3 separate regions of the Mus musculus genome follow, and regions 2 and 3 are each linked to region 1. A link is a contact called in public promoter capture Hi-C data. All regions are on one chromosome and are shown on one strand. The core of a region is the stretch at or near the end of the contact, and the rest is flanking DNA. Distances in the headings are between cores, read along the strand shown.

Region 1 (4,458 bases), core at 865-3,364:
CAGTGGGTAGCCTTACCTTAGACCCTCCACCCTTGAAATTTTGATGAACAACAGCTTATCTGTCTTCCCCACCCCACCTCGACCCTGTCTCTGGACTGGTTGCCTGACTAGCCTCTTGAAGAATCCCCTTACATTTTCTCCATTTGTTTTATAGTTAACAGTTTCATATTCAGAGCCACTGGCCACGCTATGGTCTTAAGGCCCTCCCCCACCCTCGGGTCTGTTTCAGAAGCACTCGATACACAGTCCTTTTGCATTGTGCTATGTTTGCATTTCTGTCAAGACAATGAGTTGGCCGGAGCTATAACTCAAATGGTAGCAAGTACACTGCATGAATCAGCTATGCTGGCCCACACCTGTAATTCCCACACTTGGCAGCGGGAGGCAGTTGAGCCAACCTTCAAGGGCACGCTCACTGAGTTTGATGCCAGCCTGGCTGTGAGGCCCTTTCTCCAATGGCTTGGTGTACTTGAGTGTTTCTGAGTTCTCTATTTTATTGATTTTTGTATATATACACCTGCCAACAGCACACTTTTCTTAATGACCGTATTTGCATGGTAAGTCTTAAGGGGCTGGCAAGATGGATCAGTGTGTGAGCTGTGAAGTCCTTGCTGTGTGAGCCTTTGCTCCTCAGAACCAATATAAAGGTTGAGGAATCGACTTCACAACGTGTATGGTCCCTGCACTGCATACACACAATAGCCATAGCTTTAAAAGTAAATATATATTTTTAAATTTTTATATATGTGCCTGTGTGTGTCTGGGCACACACACAGGCCAGAGGAGGGTGTCAGGTCTCCTGAAGCTGGACTTAACATTCAACATGGGTACCGGGAACAAACTCGAGTCCTCTTCAAGAGAGTCATCTTGAAGAGCAGAAAGTGCTCGTAATTGCTAAGACAGTTGAGTCCAACAACGTTACAAAATCATTTTATTCAGTCTATTTATTTGCCATAAGTTTTAGGATAAGTTTATTAAAATGGTGCAGTCGTGCACACCTAAAACATTAGCGCTGGGGAGGCCAAGGCAGGAGCATGAGTTCTAGGCTAGCCTGAGCTACATCGTTAAACCCTATCCCCACCCCCACCCCCCAAAAAAAGATTTTTTGGTTTATATGTGCAACTCTTCCTGAGACTCCTCTAAATGTTCATTAAATATATAGATCAGCTCGGAGTAAACTGAGGTCTAGCATGTCAAACCTTCCATTTTAACCTAAATCCTAGAAGTTAGGGATGTATCTCAGTTGAGTGAGTCCCTGCGGTTATAACCCTGGCACTCACAAGGTGGAGGCAGGGGGATCAGAAGTTCAAGGTTGGCTATATAGCAGAGTGCACACTTCCCTTTCCAGCCTTCAGTCAGATTCAGCCTAGGTAAGTGGCCTGGAGATGTATCTAGGACGAAGCCCCAAAGCAGGCTTCACGCCTTTCTGCAGGGAACGGTCCAAATGCTTTACCATTGCGGGCAGAGATCCAGATTCCCACTAACTTTCAGGGGCTAGGAACCCAAGCACTGCAGTTCCTGTCCCTTCCGCCAGGGAGCGGCCGGTCATGGCTTGCCGGTCGCGGGAAGCAGCTCGAGTGCGGCGGGACAGTTAAGAGGTGTGGCGGGAAGCTGCCAACACTTGGCACCTCATGTGGGTCCCTCGCAGAGGGAGGAGTCCATCATGGTGGACACGATCCCTTCGATTTCTCGGCTTCCGGGGCTGTCAGGACGTCGGGCGGGAGGTCAGCTGTCAACTCCACTGCTCAGAAGTGGGATGGACGTGGACTACAGGCTTCCGGCCCCTGCGATCCCAGCTCCAATGCTGACCCGGGGTCGCTGCCCGAACCCCCTTTTCCAGCCCTGCTTCCCGCCTCGATCCTCGAGTCCCGCCCTGCCCGGGGAGGGGAGAACTGGGCGATCCACGCCACGCCCCTCTTGGGCCCGCCTCTGTCAATTAGCCCCGCCTCTGCTAGCTAGTCCCGCCCTTCGAAGCGCTCACTAGAACCCTGCGAACCCTCAAGTCTCGCGAGCCTTAAATCGCCTTGCGCACGCGCACGAGGAAAGGAGGCGGAGAGTACGGAAGCCTAGAAGGCCATAAGCTTATCGGTTCCGGCTTGGAGCGGGGACGCGCGTGCGCAGTGCGTAGCCCTTGCTGGCGAGCCTGCCCGGCGTTCCTCTTCCGATCCCTTCTCCGTTCTTCTTCTGCATATCGAGGCCAGCGACGTCCACTTGGATCGGTCGGCGAGGCTCACGCGAGTGAAGGGCACTGAGGAAGGAAGAAGGTAGGCGTGGACACGCCGGGAATGGGAACCACGTGATGAATGAATTAAAACTGGGAGTGGAGAAAGCGGAAGTGGAAGGGCTTGAGACACTGGGAAGGAAGAGGGTGTTGAGGGCGCCCCCTTCTGGTTGCACCCTTAGAAAGCCGGGCAAGAAAGGATTCTCCTGACCTCCCTGAATCTTGTTCCTTCTCCATGCCAGGACTCAGAGCATGGCAGAAAACAGAGAACCCCGCTGTGCCATCGAGGCTGAGCTGGACCCTGTGGAGTACACCCTTCGGAAGCGACTTCCCCACCGCTTGCCCCGGAGGCCCAACGACATTTATGTCAACATGAAGACTGACTTTAAGGCCCAGCTAGCTCGCTGCCAAAAGCTCCTGGACGGAGGCACTAGGGGGCAGAACGCATGCACTGAAATCTACATTCATGGCTTGGGCCTGGCCATCAACCGGGCCATCAACATCGCCCTGCAGCTGCAGGCGGGCAGCTTTGGGTCCCTACAGGTGGCCGCCAATACCTCCACCGTGGAGCTGGTGGACGAGTTGGAGCCAGAGACTGACTCTCGGGAGCCCCTGACGAGGGTCAGGAACAACTCAGCCATCCACATCCGAGTCTTCAGGGTCACGCCCAAGTAACTGAAGGGAGGCTGACTTGGACCCACCAAGGCTTCTGAGCACACACATCCATGTGGCCGAGGTTTCTAGTGCTTCATAGTGGCTCTTGTTCTGAGTTCTGTCCTGAGCCTCTTGTTACCTTGTTACTTCAGCCTAGAGGACTGAGAATGGAGAGCCCGAGAAGTGAATCTTCCTTGTCCTGTATAATAAATTATTAAGTTGTGTTGGTGCCGGGCTTCGAATGGCCTCTTTTTCCTAGTGTAATTCTGTGTGTACTTGAATAGGAAAATGGTAGGAAAGAGCAAGTATATAGGCCACAGTAAGGCATCTCACATTGAACCACAGTATGACGGGAATCAAATTTGTTGAGTGTAACACGGAAGCTTAATTGTTACAGTGTGCTCTCAGGAAGATGAGAGAGTAGACTCATCGACTGAGCTAGCTACAGCTGGGATGTATCCGGCTCTCATGGTTCCCAGGCTTGGGAAAAGAGAAGGTTTAAAGGTGAGGGAAGTTCTTTGTGGATATAACTCAGCAAAGGAATCGTGACTAGTGAGTGTTACCTAGTTGCCTAGCATAGGATTAGGCCAGAGGTTCAATTCCTAGTAACCACAAGAATTATGACGGGGGAGGGATGGGGAGATGGCTCAATAGGCAAGGCACTTGTCAAATAATCATGAATATTTGAATCAGCAGAACTCATTTTTCTGCGGAGCATTGCAGCTCTTGAATCCAATTCCCATGCTTCTACAGTGAGATAGGTATCAGAGATGGGCGAATCCTCGCTAGCTTGTGGGCTAGCTGCTCCGGCATAAACATCAGCAGCAAGAAACCCTGGCTCGAAGTGGAAGGTGACTTACACGTAAACTGTAGCACATGTACTGGTACTCACACATACACATGCAAAACTGACGGTTTGTTTGCTGGTAGTCAAACCTAGGGCCTTTTTACCCAAAGTAAGTCTACTGTTGCTGAGCCACGCCCCCAGCTCTTCAGTGGTGGATTCTAAGTAGCCCTTCTACGGCTAAGCCCCTAGCTCTTGAACTGACAGTTTTGACTGTTACACTTGATTCCTGTTCCCGAAGAGCTCATGTGTTGCTGGGCATCGGTAGTCTAGAGTCTGAGATCAACCTAGTTCAGCTGTTTAATCTTTCTTGCCAGCTTGCTTAGATGTAAAATCACCCAGTAGACACTCCTCTGGGCATGTGTTTAGCTGAGGTAGGGAGAACCTGCTCTTTATGTGGATGGCAGCATTCCATCCATGGGCTCGGGGCCCAAACTAAATACCGAAGAGAAATTGGAGGGGCTACCAAGATGGCTCCAGGGGTAAAGGCAAGCCTGACCGCCTGAGTTTAATCCCCAGAGCCCACGTAATGGGAGAGAACCAACGTCTGAAAGCTTTCTCCTGAGACGTGTTGATTGGCTTTAGGAGCTACACAGTGGCTCACAGGCTTGTTTCTGAAAAGCCAACTGACCTGGGTGTGATCACATGCATATATTATCTTGACGCTTAAGCTGAAGCAGGAGGGTGGGTTTGAGACCAGCCTGGGCTACTCTTGTTTCAAAAGCAAACCTGCAGAGTG
Region 2 (4,458 bases), core at 888-3,387, 2.4 Mb after region 1:
TGTGGCCCATGCTTGCGGTCCTAGCCCTCAGGACACTGAGGCAGGGGATGGAAAGTTCTAGGCTAGTCTGTGATACAAAGTTGATATTGTTTCCAAAATGTGCCAAGATCACAGTGCCATGAAGCCTGGTTTATGTGGTGCTGGGGTGGAACTCAGGGATTTGTGCATTCAAGGCATGTATCCGATCCACTGGGCTACAGCCTGAGCTCTGAGGTGGTGCTGGAGTCTCTTGGCTTTGCACACGGCCCCTGTGTGTCACTTTGTATCCTTTTAAAGACAGATCTTGCTAAGTGATTGGTCACAAACCCCCAGACTCAGCCTCCCTGGATTAGAGACCTACCCTTGGTCTATACCTTGACCAGTGAGCCTACTGCTTCTTCTAGGCTCAGATTACTCACACAGTCCAGGAGCCTCACTAGAGGGATTTGACTTAGGGCGCTTGTGATCAGCACCATAGATGAGAGGACCACACTCAAGAACTCAACCTCCAAGTCTTGTCACAGTTAACAGGCTGCACACTTAGCAATGCAAGCAGCTAGCGAAAGAAAGACCAAGGACAGGCATGCAAGCTGCCCCAAGATGAACTTGGCTCCAGTAACACCACCCTACACCACCACTGTGGAGAAAAATATGAAGGACAAATCATATCCTTCTGCTGTTAGGTTCACACAGCACCCAAGGGCACTCCCTAGACACAGAACTGCATTCCTTACCCTCAAGCCTTTGTTTTTTTTTTTTTTTTTTCTCACTTCCACACAACAGAAATGGTGTGGTACAGAACTGAGGGGAAAAAATTGGCAATCTTTGACTCTTTTTCTTAGTGGGGAAGGAGGACACAAAAGATAACAGAGTTGGGGCCTAAACCCTGTGCCTTTTGTTGCTAGCATTCTCTCACAGAGCTACATCCCCAGCGTCTGCTGGATCTTTGATCAAGTCTCACCTGTGGCTTGGGGTAACACAGAAAAACAAATTTCACTCGAGTCCCCAAGAATTAAATCTTTTTGGCATCGGACAACCAGTCGTATTGCACAGTTCAGCAGTTACAGGGGAAACACCACCTATTATACAGACATGTGGCAGGGGACAGGGCAAATCTTGCTCAGGGCTTCTGGTTAAAACCGCAGCAAGTGTTCTGGGAGTTGGCAACTGAAGGTAACTTCTAGAAATGAACAGGCACCCAGGGGACTCTGGAAAGCACTTAAATTTCTGGTCTTCACAGGAATCTTTATCCGGGGGCCTCTTTCTTGGCCACTGAAAAGCGTCTTTTTCTGGACCAAAGGAGAGGGATGTGTTGATCACTGGCCAGGCTGGAGGGTGTGAGGAGGGTCAAGAGAACACCACTAGAGGAAGTCAAGTCAATCGCAGACCAATGGTTCAAAGGTCTAGAAAGGAAGGTTGCTTGGGCTGGATCCCTTCCCCTCCTTTTCTCCGATTAAATACGAAAGCCAACAAAGACGAAGATAAGGAAAAGGACGACAAAGAAAGTGGCGTCTCGTGTATCGTCCCAGCTGGTCCCCTTGTTGGCCTGGTTCTCCTGCTTTTTGCGAAGGGCTTCCCTCCGGGCGCGCAAACGCCGTTCTCTCTCTAGCTGCTCTCCGTAGTGCGCCTGGTAGAAGGCGTCAAAGTCGAACATGGTGCGACCGTCGCCGGGAGAAGCCCTAGAGCCACCGGGAGCCCGAGGGGTGTAGGGAGGAGGGCGAGGAGGAGCGGGATCGGCCACGGGCGTCTTAGAGGGCTTGACGCCAGGTCCGCGCAGGTCCTGGTCGCTGAGCAAACCTCGGTCATACTTGCGCCGGAGGATGGTGCTGCCCAAGACCAGGTAAGCTTCGGAGACGCGCGTGAAGCGCTCGGCGGCCTCGGCGCTCCCGGGGTTGCGATCCGGATGGTAGAGGAAGCTCTGCCGGTAGTACGCCGCTTTGATCTGTGCTTGCGTGGCCGTGGAGGGGACGCCCAGCAGCTCATAGAGGGCGGTGCGGGAGTAAGTCCTCCCTCGCGAGCACAAACCCGTGGCGGAACTCGGAGGCAACCCCCGGACCTGCCACCATCTCCATAGCGGTGACAGGGTCCACCCCAGGCAGCGCGCGGCCGCCATGTTGTGGCTGGGAGGGGGCGGCGCCGAGGCAGCCAATGGAGGCCTCGAATCCTGAGCGGCGTCCCCACCTTCTAGCCAATCAAATAAAAGGAAAGGCGGGGGAAAAGGTCCGCCTGAGGCGGGCGCAGATTGATGACGTCAAAGCGTCGCGCTAGTGCTCGCCGGTCCCAGCGTTGCCATACCATCGAGATGGCATCTCGTAGCCGGAGACCCGAACACAGCGGACCGCCGGAGCTGGTGAGAGCCCCGCCAGGTCTTGGTCTTTTTCTAGAATGACTGCTTTTGGATTCTTCCCTTAAAACTCCCATGTGTTTTTCTCTTCTCAACAGTTTTATGACCAGAATGAAGCCCGGAAATACGTTCGCAAGTGAGGAGAGCATGGCTGTTGAGCGGCATCGCGGGGGTCGGGATCGGCGAGTCGCCCCGATTATGGGCGTCCCTTGGAAAGCATGTAGAATTTGGGAGTGTGTGTGAGTGTGTGTGTGTGTGTGTGTGTGTGTGTGTGTGTGTGGGTCTGCGTACATGCAGTTCTGCCACCGGTAAAGGGAACTTGAAGCCATTGAGCTCCTGGAAAGATCTTGCTACCTCAGTGTGGGTATATTCATCTCCAGTTTACCCTGGGTCGTTTGACAATGTGTTTTAAATATGTGGTAAAGTAAGCAATAGTTAGAAGATATGATAAGGTACTGTCATACTGCATAAGTGGTCTGTCACTGAGCGATACTTCCTGCCCCTCGCTTGGGGATTCTAAGTAGACATTTTACTTTTGAGGCACACCCCTAGCCATTCACTGGATGATTCTGAAAAGCACTCTACCATTAGGCTACACCCCCGGAAGGAATCAGTACTATTAGAGAGAGGACATACTCATTGTGGGTTTATTGTGATCTTTATTTAAATGCATGATTGCACTGAGTTGTCATGTCAACCATTGACATAAATAATATCTGAATCCTCTACATGGTAGCTTATTTGGTTTTGTTTGTTTGTTTGAAACCTGGTCTCATATTGCCCAGAGTATTCTTGAACTTGCTATGTAGTGGAGGTGATTGAATTCCAGACCCTCTTGTCTCTACCTTACTAGTGGTAAAATTGCAGACATGGTCCCGCACGTATGGCTGTATGGAACACTCTTCTGTGGGGCTGTTTACCTTGATTTTTGGGAAGACCAGGTGTGGCCATTCTCTGTTCAGTATGGCAGTCAGTAGCTAGCTATTAAAACTGTAAGTCAAAATGGCCTAATGTGAAGAAATGAGCACACATACACACAACACACACACACACACACAACACATTCACAATTTTATACTGATTATGTACTGAAATGTCATTTTGAGTATATTGGCCTAAAAGTCATTCTTTAGTAACTCTAGAGTTAAGTAAGTTGATTATAGTTTATTTTGCTAATTTTTTTGAGATATGGCCACATTATCATATAAGGCTGGCCTTCTGCCGTCTGCATATGGGGATTCCAGACATGCACAGCTATGCTCTACTGTACTCTGATTTACTGTCTCTTCCCCATTCTTCCTGGCTATCCTTCAACTCACAGAGATGAGTTTGGTTCTGTGGAGACATGGACCTCGTGCTGGCATTATACTGTGTTTTCTCAGGGTCGACGCTGTAAGGTTTCCATTTTCTGGTACCGGGGGTGGGATGTATGGCCAGGCACTCACCGTTGACTCCTGAGGCGAATCTTGCTGCTTTTTGGAGGTACTAGGGATTGAACTTAGGGCCTCTTGTGTGGTAGGCAAGTGCTCTACCACCGAGCCACAGCCTAACGTTTGTTGTCCGTTGCTGGTCCTTGTATGTGAAAGGAAGTATGGAAGGTGACTCTGAGAGAAGACACTCCTAAGGAGTAAAGCGGGAAGGCCCAGTCGAGTTGTAGGTGGTCCCTGACTCGTCACTTGCTGCGTGATTGGTCCTATTCCTGCCAGCTCTGCTGGAGAGATGGATCAGCAGTTAGGAGCACTGACTGCTCTTCCAAAGGACTTGGGTTCAGTTTCTAGCACCCAGATGACTGCTCACAACCATCTCTAACTCCAAGATCTGACATCCTTACATAGACATACATGCAGGCAAAACAATGTACTGTATGCATTTATATATGTATACGCACACTCACAAACACACATTTTAATAAAATATGTGCACAATAAAATGACATGCACCTCTATCAAGTGGACTTTTGGGACTACTTTACTGGTGGTTTTTTTTTTTGTTGTTGTTGTTGGTTTTGTTTTTGTTTTTTAGATGTATTTATTTTATGTATATGAGTACACTGTAGCTGTCTTCAGACACACCAGAAGAGGGCATCGGATCCCCATTACAGATGGTTGTGAGCCACCATGTGGTTGCTGGGAATT
Region 3 (4,458 bases), core at 566-3,065, 2.1 Mb after region 1:
AACAAAGAAAATTCTGTTGGGAAAGTAGGAAAAACATCCAGAGAAAGCAGTGATTATCCCACATACACACACCTAGTCTCCCCTCTAACAGACTCCTACTTCCTTGAGAACCTGGACACAGAGGAAAATGAAGGCACCCGGGCACGATGTTCAGCTCTTACCTGGAAGCCCGACCCTGGTAGGAGAAACCTTGTCTCTTGAAATAATCGATTGCATCCTCAGGGCGGGTCTTGAGCGTGTTCACACGCACGAACCGTGGTACCTGGTAGGCTAGAAGTCACAGTGGTCAAGTGGGGAGGGAGGTGAGCCTTCTGAGGGTCACTCCCCTCCCGCCCCTCAGCCTCCAAGTCACCTTGGCCAGGTCTGGAGCTCTCTTGCAACAGGTCCTCATTTCGGCTCACACCCCGATGAACCTTGAGTCGGGCCAGCTCAGCCTTGAGCCTTGCCTGGTGCCGGCCCAGCAGAGCCTTCCATCGGCCTCCACCCCCTCGAAACCCCTTCCCCAGCAATAATTCATACACTAGCACCTGGACAGGAAAAAACACAAAACTATTAACACCATAAAACCCTCCAGTGGGAGAAGTAGGTACCTGTCCAGATGGTCATGTCAATAGAGTTCTCTTGCCCAAGATCACAAAAGAAATTAATGGCATGATGTTAGGGCAAATGTCCATAATGCCAGCAACATCAGATGCATAAGCAAGAAAACTACAAGCTAACTGGGTAATGGTGCCTTTAATCCCAGCACTCAAGAGGCAGAGACAAGCGGTTCTCTGTAAGTTCGAGGTCAGCCTGATCTACAGAGTGAGTTCCAGAACAGCCTGGGTGACACAGAGAAAGCCTGTCTCTAAAGACCGAAGAGGACGAAAGGGGGAGAAGGAAGAGGAGGCAACGGAGGCGGTGGCTCAGCAGTAGGGTAGGAAGCTTGCTTAGTATCCACCAGAGAAGAAATAGGGATTGCAGCTCAGCAATAAGCACCTGCCTAGAATCCCCCAGTGAGGGGCTGGGGGTACTGCTCAAAAATAGAGCATCTGTCTAGTGATGCTGTCCAATGAGGTGTTGTGGGTGTGACTCAGTGGGAGAACTCTTCTATGGCTTGTTGGAGACTCTGGGTTCAATCTCCCAGCATTACAAAAAGACAGGCATCCAGGCAGGCGGGTAAAGAGACGAGAGCAAATGCCATCTGCAAACCCCGTGTCCTGCCCCATGCCTGAAGCTCCCCCTCCCCACCCTACCCCACCCCCCAGGTCGCCAGCAGAGCTCTGGACCCCGACCGACCTTGCCATCATCACCCTGTCCGGTAGGTAGCCTCAGCCACTACTAGTTTGCACCTTCGTCCTACTTAGCCCTTCCTGCAATGCTCCAAGGGGAGTCACATCTGACCCAGCTCAACTGGGACCCCAGAAAGAAGTGTGAGAGCCACGCACGGGTAACAGCCTCTGGCCGCCGCTCACCTTGGCAAGGTGCGGTCTCAGCTTCTTCTCGGCGCGAAGGAGCCCAGCACTGGCGATGACAGCGTCCAGCACGGCCGAGTAGCGCTGCGTCTCGCACACCAGAGCGTACAACTGCTTCAGGTTCTGTGCGACACAGGGGACACCCGCTGCACCCCACGCGGGCCTCGCCTCGCCTCGCCCTCCCGCCCGGACAAGCCCCGCTCCCCAGCCCGGCTTGCCAGCCCCCGGCCTCACTACCTGGAAGTTGCTGGAATACACCAACCCCTTGAGGGAGCCCTGGCGGCTTTCCACGCCGGCCAGCACCGCCGCGGCGGCCGCGTACAGCCCCATGCTCTCCCCGCCTCAAGCGCTCTACGACACTGTCGCAAAACTCGGGCTGGCTTTACGGCCGCCGCAACAATTTGTACAACCGGATTTCCGGAGTCAAAGGGTTCGCTGCTTTCCGTTTTCAGCGTCCAAAAATTAATCTTAGGCTCTAAATCCGAGCGGGCTGGCTCACGCCTTTAATCCTAGCGCGCGGGAAACAGAGGCAGAAGGATCTTTGCGAGTTTAAGGTCAGCTAGGTCTAAGTAGTTACAGGACAGCCAGAGCTACATAATGAGGTCCTGTATGTAGAATGAAAAAAGTCTACTTTCTTTTTAGAATTCAGTGTAGCTATTTTGTAGTTTGTTGTTGTGGATTGGTTTTTTTTTTGTTTGTTTGTTTGTTTTTGTTGTTTTTTTGAGACAGGGTTTCTCTGTGTATCCCCTGGCTGTCTCTGTAGAGACCAGGCTGGCCTCGAACTCAGAAATCCGCCTGCCTCTGCCTCCCAAGTGCTTTTATTAAAGGCGTGCACAACCACGCCAGGCTATTTTGTAGTTTTTAATTTTTTTTTTAAGACTTTGGAACTCAGAAGGCTACGCAGACTCTCCTAGCAGTCCTGTGTCAGCCTCTCCCTGTGACCGGATGAAAGGTTCAGTAATAAAGCACGTGCCTTGATGCCTCCACTGAGAGGTTGGGATGTGGCTCAGTGGTAGAGCCCCTGCCTAGAATCCCCCAGGGAGGGGCTGGGGCGTGGCTCAGTGGTAGAGTCCCTGCCTAGAATCCCCCAGGGAGGGGCTGGGGGCGTGGCTCAGTGGTAGAGCACCTGCCTAGAATCCACTGGTGTGCTTGGAGTTGTTGAACACCCATCTAGTAAATGTGGCTCTCTGGGACCCTAGCGCTGGAAAAAGTAGATTGTTTAAAAAAAAAAAAAAAGTGGGTGTTTAATAGGGCCGACAGACATTGTCCCTCGGAGTAGAGCACTTGCCTAGCATGTGCAAAGCCCTGGGATCAATTCTCAACATTGATGAGGAGGACCAATGATGGGACTCAATCTATATAGAGGGCTTGCCTAACAGGCAGAAAGCCTTTGGTTCCAATCCTTCCACTGTATAAACCGGGCATGATGGTACGCTCCTGATGGCTCACTGGTTAAGAGCACTGTCTGCTTTTCCAAAGGTCCTGAGTTCAATTCCCAGGAACCACATGGTGGTTCACAACCATCTATAAGGGGATCTGATGCCCTCTTCTCACATCTTTTAAGAAAAGAAGGAAGGAAAGGAAGAAAGATTGATTTGAGGTCATCTTTGGCTAGCCAATTCACACCAGCCTGGACTACATGAGACAATCAAAATAATGGTAGTTGGGCCTAAGAAAGGTGGCTCAGACCTTAAGAGCACATACTGTTCCCAGACATGTTAGGCAATCAAAACCTTTTGTAATGCCACCTCCAAGGGATTCCATAGTTTCTGACTGTTGGCTTACAGACAATTCTGCTAGGCTCTGCTCAATAGCAACTTAGCAACAGCTTGCGTCATCGGCTGCCACTTATGCGGCTTGCCAGGTACAGCAGCAGTGTTGAAGAGGACTGCTAGTCACTACCCAAGTCTCCTCTCCTTTCACTCTCGCTGTCCCCACGTGTTCCTGGCCCGCCTGTCTCTTCTTCTTTCTGCCCCACCCCCTTCCCTCCCTCTACCCTTTTCCAAGTCCCCACTCTCTTTCCTTTCCCAACAAACTTTATACTAGGCCTATCGCGTGATTCCTCAAGGGGACGCCTTGGCAGCGCCTGCCAGGCACCTTCTTACTCCGGTCATGACACCTCTGTGGGCACAGCACCCGCAAGCATTCACCTACATAAAAATAAGTATTAAAATAGTAGTAGTAATAATTAATGAGAAAAATGTCAAATGCATTGTTTTTAATAGATGTTTGAAGGCCCCAGTGATAACGTTTAAATATGTGAGGAAATGTTTCTGCCCTCTGCTGGACAAGTTGGGAAGCACAGGGCTACTTTATTTTTTATTTATTTTTATTAGATATTTTCTTTATATACATTTCAAATGCTACCCCAAAAAGTTCCCTATACCCTCCTCCCGACCTGCTCCCCTACCCACCCTCTCCCGCTTCTTGGCCCTGGCATTCTCCTGTACTGGGGACAGGGCTACTTTATGAGCAACTATAGGACCTGGTAAGGTGCAAGGTGGCACGCATACCCCTAGGTGGTGAGGAAGAGGCTATATCCCCTGATATAAATGTTCTGGGGACACGCGGGTGTGAAGAATCTTTTCAAGCAGTCCAAACACTGAGACCCAGCGGAAGCCCTCAAATCCCTTTGTCTTGCAAGACAGACCAGGACAGCCTATACCTGTCCCAGTGTGAAGTGCCCAGGCCCACTGGGTGGGGGCAATACCATGGGCAGTGAGTTGCTGCCCCTCTCATGCCAACATGTGTCCAGGATAGGGTACAGCTTGCCCTGGAAGTCAGCTTGGAAAGTATAGAGTGTCCGCAGATCATCAGGACGGTCAGCGTCAAAGAACGTGAGCTCACCCTGCTCATAGTGTAAGTAGACGCCGATGCGATGAGGGTGGCCAGCCACAGGCAGTGGCAGCCGTGGGCAGCCAAAAGCCTCATACACCCGACCCTCTTTCAGGCCAATTAGCCACACACCGTGCTCTGGGGACTTGTTCAGCTTGCCTTTGCGGCT

Evidence for each region. Promoter capture Hi-C pulls out the DNA fragments that hold promoters and counts their contacts.
Region 2: a contact with region 1 is called in a promoter capture Hi-C map of pre-B cells, with 4 times the contacts expected there. The contact joins the promoter of Dnajc30 here to the promoter of Pop7 in region 1. A contact is called at or near these places in 2 of 39 promoter capture datasets (liver and pre-B cells) and 1 of 9 other capture datasets (liver).
Region 3: a promoter capture Hi-C map of liver shows a contact between it and region 1, with 4 times the contacts expected there. The contact joins the promoter of Nsun5 here to the promoter of Pop7 in region 1. A contact is called at or near these places in 1 of 39 promoter capture datasets (liver) and 1 of 115 datasets of contacts at active chromatin or transcription factors (large pre-B cells).

What each region holds. Positions count from the first base shown.
Region 1 is chr5:137,500,085-137,504,542 of GRCm38.p6, reverse strand. It overlaps Pop7 (processing of precursor 7, ribonuclease P family, (S. cerevisiae)), which reads left to right and starts at 2,114. Exons shown (of 2, transcript NM_028753.2): 1 at 2,114-2,264; 2 at 2,464-3,104. The coding sequence starts at 2,474. The coding sequence ends at 2,896.
Region 2 is chr5:135,061,885-135,066,342 of GRCm38.p6, reverse strand. It overlaps Dnajc30 (DnaJ heat shock protein family (Hsp40) member C30), which reads right to left and starts at 2,137. Exons shown (of 1, transcript NM_025362.3): 1 at 978-2,137. The coding sequence starts at 2,092. The coding sequence ends at 1,433. It overlaps Bud23 (BUD23, rRNA methyltransferase and ribosome maturation factor), which reads left to right and starts at 1,384. Exons shown (of 13, transcript NM_025375.4): 1 at 1,384-1,819; 2 at 2,168-2,329; 3 at 2,422-2,459. The coding sequence starts at 2,282.
Region 3 is chr5:135,367,310-135,371,767 of GRCm38.p6, reverse strand. Nsun5 (NOL1/NOP2/Sun domain family, member 5) reads right to left here and starts at 1,815. Exons shown (of 10, transcript NM_145414.2): 1 at 1,692-1,815; 2 at 1,455-1,577; 3 at 353-527; 4 at 162-270. The coding sequence starts at 1,784. It overlaps Trim50 (tripartite motif-containing 50), which reads right to left. Exons shown (of 6, transcript NM_178240.3): 6 at 4,114-4,458. The coding sequence ends at 4,114.